2 separate regions of the Sus scrofa genome follow, and region 1 is linked to region 2. A link is a contact called in public Hi-C data. All regions are on one chromosome and are shown on one strand. Each heading gives the region's core, a stretch centred on a gene start, on an enhancer-like site or on the middle of the called end of the contact. The rest is flanking DNA. Distances are from core to core; before and after follow the strand shown. Region 1 holds the start of SF3B5 (splicing factor 3B subunit 5). Region 2 overlaps LOC106506455 (a long non-coding RNA gene).

Region 1 (3,216 bases), core at 24-2,523, 120 kb after region 2:
TATTGATACAGTATTAACTATAGTTAACTATAGAGCTCTAAACTTACTAGTCCTATCTAACCGTAACTTTATACCAGAATAAAGATACTTTAAAGTTATCTTTCTCCCAGTAAAGAATTTATTTGGCCGTCATACAGGTTTTTTTAATCCATTCATCAGATGTTTTTTGAGAAACAATCTCTGCGAGGCTCTGTGGCTAGCATAACAGAAGCATATGATACAAGACATCATCTCTTTTTCATTAATATTTTTAAAAATATTACTATTTGAATTTATTGAACTTCGCATTTTGGGGTTTTCTTTGTGGATTTCATGCTACAAATAGATCAAGTAGATAGATGTCTCACCCTCAAAAAAAAAAAAAGACATCATCAAAAAAGTAGTTTTTCTCAAGTAGTTTGTATTCGTGTGGGGAAGTTCTTAAACCAAAAACTGGATATAAAGTGATAATAACAAAGAGATGTACAGGATGAAAAGAATTTACATCTGTCTGGAGTAGCCAAAGTCAATTTCAGGGAGATACTTTCGAGCTGACTTAAAAGGGAGAAGTGTTTGCCAGGGGAACAAAAGCATTCCACGCAGATGGAACAGCTCGTACAGAGAACTGGAGAGAGCAGCACGGGAACGTTTGAGAAGTAGAGGCTGAGGGCCTGTAGGTGGGGTGAAACTTGTTGGGAGGATGTCAAAATTAGAAGCTCAAAAGGAGGAGCCTGTTGTGGGGGCCTGAATGTGTCGGAACTGGTGCTGTACTTAGGTCACTAGGCGGGAAACGGCGGCCCCGCAAGCGATGAAAGAAGTTTCCACACAACTTGTAAGAGACATGGCTGGGGTCAGACCTTGAGTTTCCTGACTTCAGGGTGATCCACCCCTGGTTGTGAAACGGCTACTGTACCCTCTGTAGCTCCGAAAGCGGAATTGCACAAAGAGCTCCTTTCCCCAGTTGCTTACAGCCTTGTACTACTTGTTTCCCACTTCCTCTCGGCCCCCCATCCGCCCGAGGATGCTTCCTGCCTCCCAAACACCGCAGTCCATTCAGTCTCTCAAACCCACACACAGAGGTCCCAAGAAGTCTCTGCGAACCAACCCTCGGAAACCACAAGTCCCAGCATGCAAAGCTCCTGTTAGAAAAGGGCCGCTAGATGGACCAGCATGCAACGCTCTGCGAAGGAGGCGGGGCTCTCTATAGGGAAGGCCCACTGGTAGCGTTGCCGAGGCAACTCCAATTCCGTGACAGAATACACTTCCGCCTGGGAGGCCGGGGACCGCGAGTCGCGCTGCTTTGTCGCTGTGACGCCATCCACCTGCGGCCGCGCGTGTACAGAGGTTCCGGCGGGTGGCTCCTCTCCGGCTTGAAACCTTAGAGCGGCTTCTTCTCGTCTGCGGCTTCTGACCTGCGAGCAAAGGAAAAAGCAACGAGATGACAGACCGCTACACCATCCACAGCCAGTTAGAGCATCTGCAGTCCAAATACATCGGCACCGGCCACGCCGACACCACCAAATGGGAGTGGCTGGTGAACCAGCACCGCGACTCCTATTGCTCCTACATGGGCCACTTCGACCTTCTCAACTACTTCGCCATTGCCGAGAATGAGAGCAAAGCGCGAGTCCGCTTCAACTTGATGGAGAAGATGCTGCAGCCTTGCGGCCCGCCCGCCGACAAACCGGAGGAGAACTGAGACCTCACCGTCTCACCGCTGTACGTGAGCACCTCTCTGCGTTCCTCCGGTTTGTCGTCATTCCCGCGGGTTCCTCTCCCAAGTGGACGGATTCTTCATAGCTCTGCTTTTCGTGCTTTCTTTGTACAGAGGTCCTTACCCGGGGCGTTCCGTCCGACCTGCCTTCCTGTGGAACAAAGTGTTGGGAGACCCGTCATAACCCCTGAGAAACTGAACAGTGGAGAGATCCTAAAGTCTGCAGACGTTAGAGGAGATATGGCTGGAGTGAGATGGGATTAAGAGGCTCGTTTTTGGCTAGTTGACTGTCTTCGTTGCTTTTTCTATAAAGTTTAGAAATGTTTCGGTCTCTTGGTGTGGACTACTTGTGTTCTGGTGGAGGGGCCAAGGAGGGCTCTGGGACTGTGGTTTGCCGGGTGGCGGGGGGTATAAAGAAGGGAAGGGTTGGGGAGGGGTTCAACAGTAGCACAGGGCCAAAGTTCGTTGCCAGACACTTAAATACGCTCTTTATAATATTCTCCAACCCTGACTTCTCCCAGGAACTTTTCTCAGGCCCTTAACACATTCACTATTGAGGTTTGTGATCACTGTGTCCTTTTTCTTTCATACAAAAAAAAAAAATCTTGACTCGCTTTGCCTTCTCTCTGTAGATTACACCTCTTTCTTTTGGAAATACGTGGACATATCTTGAGTATTGACAAACTGTCAAATTAGTTCTTAAATTCATTCAGCAAATACGTGTTGAATTTTATGTGGCAGGCTTTAAGGACCTATATTACACTGGTTGGGGGAGCAGAAGACCACAAAATTTGCAGACATAAGCAAGCACATGTTGGAGGGTGCTGTGGAGAATGAGAGTAGCAGTAGGGTTGCAGTTTTAAGTAGAATGCTCAGGAGTTCCCATCCTGGCTCAGCGGAAACAATCTGACTAGGATCCATGAGGATGCAGGTTTGGTCCCTGACCTCACTGAGTGGGTTAATGATCCGGCTTTGCTGTGAGCTGCAGTGTAGGTGGCAGATATGGCAGGGATCCTGTGTTGCTGTGGCACAGGCCAACAGCTACAGCTCTGATACAGTCCCTAGCCTGAGAACCTCCATATGCCACCGGTGTGGCCCTAAAAAAAAAAAAATCCATAAATAAGATGTTCATGTTAAACTATTGAGAAGGTAACATTTAAGCAGAGACTTTAAGGAAATGAGGGAAATACCATGCGGAAAACTGGGGAAATCGTTTCCCAGGTAGAGGGAACTGCCAGTGCAATGTTCCTACTACAGGGATTGTGGCAGGCTTACTGGAAAAACAGCAAACAAACAAGTATGATTGAAGGGAGTGAGTGAGGGAAAGAGTAGAGGGATAGATTATGGAGGGAAACAGATAAAAGTAGAGCCTGATTGGCCAGTGTAAGGACTTGTGGCTTTTACCCTAAAGAGGTGGGGAGCCATTGGAAGATTATTAAGTGATACAGTCTGACATATTTTAGATCAGTGGGTCTCAAATGTTTTGACCTTTGGACATAATTACATTCTTAGAAATTCTTCAA
Region 2 (3,508 bases), core at 700-3,199:
AGAAGATCTGAACAGACATTTTCCAAAAGACATAAAGTTGGCCAACAGGCACATGAAAAGATACTCAACATCACTAGTTGTTAGGAAAATAAAAATCAAAACCACAATGTGATGTCACCTCACATGTTAGAATGGCTACCATAGAAAAGAAAGAAATAGTAAATGATGGTGAGAATGTGGAGAAAAAGAACCCTCATAAACTGTTGGTAGAACTATAAACCGCTGCAATCATTCAGGAAAAAAAATAGAAATTCCTCAAAAAATTAAAAATTGTGTAACCCAGCAATTTCACGTCTGGGTATTTATCCAAAGAACACAAAAAACACTAATTCAAAAAGACATAAGCCACCCTGTGTTCATTGCAGCATTATTTACAATAGTCAAGATATAGAAACAAAGTTTCCAATGATGAATGAAGAAGATATATGTATGTATATACACACACACACAATAGACTAAACCTTAACCATTAAAAAAAGAACAAGAGACTTCCCACTGTGGCTCAGCAGTAACCCCACTAGTATCCATAAGGATGTAAATTTGATCCCTGGCCCCTGCTCAGTGGATTAAGGATCTGGCATTGCTGCAAGATGCGGTATAGGTCACAAACGCAGCTTGGATATGGTGTTGCTGTTGCTGTGGGGTCGGCCAGCATCTGTAGCTCCTAACCCGGGAATCTCCGTATGCTGTGGGTGTGGTCCTAAAAAGACAAAAAAAACAAAAACAAAAAAACAAACCGCCCTTTGCGACAACATGGATGTTTTAATAATCGGAGGCATTATGCTAAATAGAATGTCAGAAAGATAAATACTTTTTAATTGCACATATATGCAGAATCTTAAAAAACAAAATAAAACCAGACTCACAGATAAGATTAGTGGTTACCAGAGGGGAGAGGGCCTGGGGGGCTGGGGGCAAACAGATGAAGGGGGTCAACTGTATGATGATGGAATATTAATATATATGTGATGGTGATCACTTCATAGTGCAAACAGATGTCAAATTATAATGCCGTACATCGGAAACTTACATATTAAAACAAACAGGAGTTCCCGTCGTGGCGCAGTGGTTAACGAATCCGACTAGGAACCATGAGGTCGCGGGTTCGGTCCCTGCCCTTGCTCAGTGGGTTAATGATCCGGCGTTGCCGTGAGCTGTGGTGTAGGTTGCAGACGCGGCTCGGATCCTGCGTTGCTGGGGCTCTGGCGTAGGCCAGTGGCTACAGCTCCGATTCAACCCCTAGCCTGGGAACCTCCATATGCCGAGGAAGCGGCCCAAGAGATAGCAACAACAAAACAACAACAAAACAACAACAACAACAAAAAAAGACAACAACAAAAAAAAGACAATAAAACAAACAAATTTGGGCCACCTGACTCTTAATCAGTTCTGTGTTGCCACTTAGGACCTAGGCTGCATATTTCACAATTTACATGTACTCGTATGTTTACACATAAAGGAGACTGGAATTGAGACAAATATTTGATACTTTTTTCTTTATTTAAATTTTAGTTTATGATTTTTATTTTTTCCATTATAGCTGATTTACCTTAATAATCTACTTTTTCAATGCAATTTTAAACGTTACCTTAGTGAACTGCTAGCCTCACTACACTGCATTAATAAAACAAATGACTGAAAATACAACTTAGATCCAAAGATAAATTTGAGACCTGAATTGCACGAGTACATTCATGAACTACTTGGGTGACAAAAACGATACAAATGATTCCTGAACTACTCAAGTGTTTTCCTCTGTGGGCTTCTAAATCTTCATTTTCCTCATCAGCAAGGTCCACACCAACAGAAGAAAGAGAAAGAGTAGAAGAAGGGGGAAAAAAGTGTGAGAATGCCTGAACCCACACTATCCTAGCTATACTAACTATACTTTCTTATTTTCTGTGTTCTTGATGCTCTGGCATCTGGGGCCTTGCTGACCAGGGAGGGACTGCTCCTCCCAGTGTGAGATAACTCCTGGAAACACCAGAAAACTCAGGGCAGCCCCTTCATTCCAGAGCCTGCTGAAATTACTCAAACTAGCCAATCAGCCTGTTGGCCGTGCCTTATCCATCCCACCTGTGAAAACCACAATAAAGCTTCTTGCTCTTGCTTTTCCCTTTCTCCCTCTGCCTCCTGATCGACCCCGGTTCTTCCCTACATGGTGCGCTGGGACTCTTGTTTCCAGGGATCTGTGAGTATAAAAACATTCTTACCTCATGACATTCTGCATGTCTTACCACATCTGACTTCAAGACACATATCCTAAATGAAGACTAGCATGTGTACAATAAACAGGATGGACTGTGAAATATACTCATTGGATTTCAACGTTGCTCATTAGAAATAAGCATTTCTATAGCTCATACAATGCACAGACACTTTGTTAGACAGTTGCCATTTCACCTCAGTAAGGACCCAGTGTAATCATTCCTTCTCTGCCAAGCACTCTGATAAGTGGTTCAGAGATATCAAAATCAATTTGGATAAAAATGAAACCAGGTGGTTCGCAAGAGCCTTGCTTATTAGGTTTAGGATCCGGGGTTGCTGTGAGCTGTGGTGTGGGTTGCAGAGGAGGCTTGGATCCCGTGTTGCTGTGGCTCTGGTATAGACTGGAGGCTACAGCTCCAAATGGACCCCTAGCCTGGGAACCTCCATATGCCGAGGGTGTGGCCCTAAAAAGACTGGGGAAAAAAAAAAAAATCTCCAAGTTCCAACTTGCTACTAAGGACGAAGAAAGCTTCCTGCTCAGGATTTCTAAAATCGGACACAACTTCTGTGTTTTAAAGCTGATAACTAATCCAAATTTCTATTCTTCTTTAACTTCACAATGAGTTTTGGAGTTTGAAAGAAACAAAGATGATGGATATGATGAGGAAATGCATACAATTAAAATTATAGCTCATGTGAGTTGGGTCAGTGATTTGGAATACTTTTCAATGGCAGATATTTCGTAACTGATTCAAAAAGGTCAATTTACAGGCTGGATTACACATATCCTTAACATGCTCCTAAACACAGTAATTGTGAATCAGAATTTTACAGTCAGAATAAGACAGACAGTATTTAACAAATAAATTTGTCTCAAATTAACCAGTAGATGTCACTATTTAAATGTATTGGCCAGGAGTTCCCATCGTGGCGCAGTGGTTAACGAATCCGACTAGGAACCATGAGGTTGCGGGTTCGGTCCCTGCCCTTGCTCAGTGGGTTAACGATCCGGCGTTGCCGTGAGCTGTAGTGTAGGTTGCAGACGCGGCTCGGATCCTGCGTTGCTGTGGCTCTGGCGTAGGCCGGCGGCTACAGCTCCGATTCGACCCCTAGCCTGGGAACCTCCATATGCCGCGGAAGCGGTCCAAGAAATAGCAAAAAAAAAAAAAAAAAAAAAAAAAAAAAAAAAAAAAAAAAATAAATGTATTGGCCAGTTTTCCTACAGAGTTCTGCATAAAGTCCAAGAGAAAAAAAATCATGTGGAATAACCTAAAACATGCTTATAAATCCAAACTCATTT

Evidence for each region. A called contact is a pair of places that touch in the nucleus more often than the background predicts.
Region 1: a contact with region 2 is called in a Hi-C map of omental adipose tissue, with 3 times the contacts expected there. The contact joins the promoter of SF3B5 here to the enhancer-like site in region 2. A contact is called at or near these places in 3 of 5 promoter capture datasets (fetal liver and liver), 28 of 47 Hi-C or Micro-C datasets (adipose tissue, alveolar macrophages, blood and 16 more) and 2 of 2 datasets of contacts at active chromatin or transcription factors (alveolar macrophages and skeletal muscle).

Annotation. Positions count from the first base shown.
Region 1 is chr1:21,229,991-21,233,206 of Sscrofa11.1, forward strand. SF3B5 (splicing factor 3B subunit 5) reads left to right here and starts at 1,274. Exons shown (of 2, transcript XM_003121152.4): 1 at 1,274-1,698; 2 at 1,808-2,024. The coding sequence starts at 1,418. The coding sequence ends at 1,678.
Region 2 is chr1:21,105,767-21,109,274 of Sscrofa11.1, forward strand. All of the region lies in intron 2 of LOC106506455 (a long non-coding RNA gene), which reads right to left. Among named protein-coding and RNA genes, the nearest start is that of TRNAL-UAA, 5.8 kb to the right of the region's middle. Within about 2 kb of position 1,950, at least 2 of the 83 cell types and tissues checked have an H3K27ac peak or open chromatin away from gene starts, as enhancers often do. A contact at or near this core is called in omental adipose tissue, where this site is marked.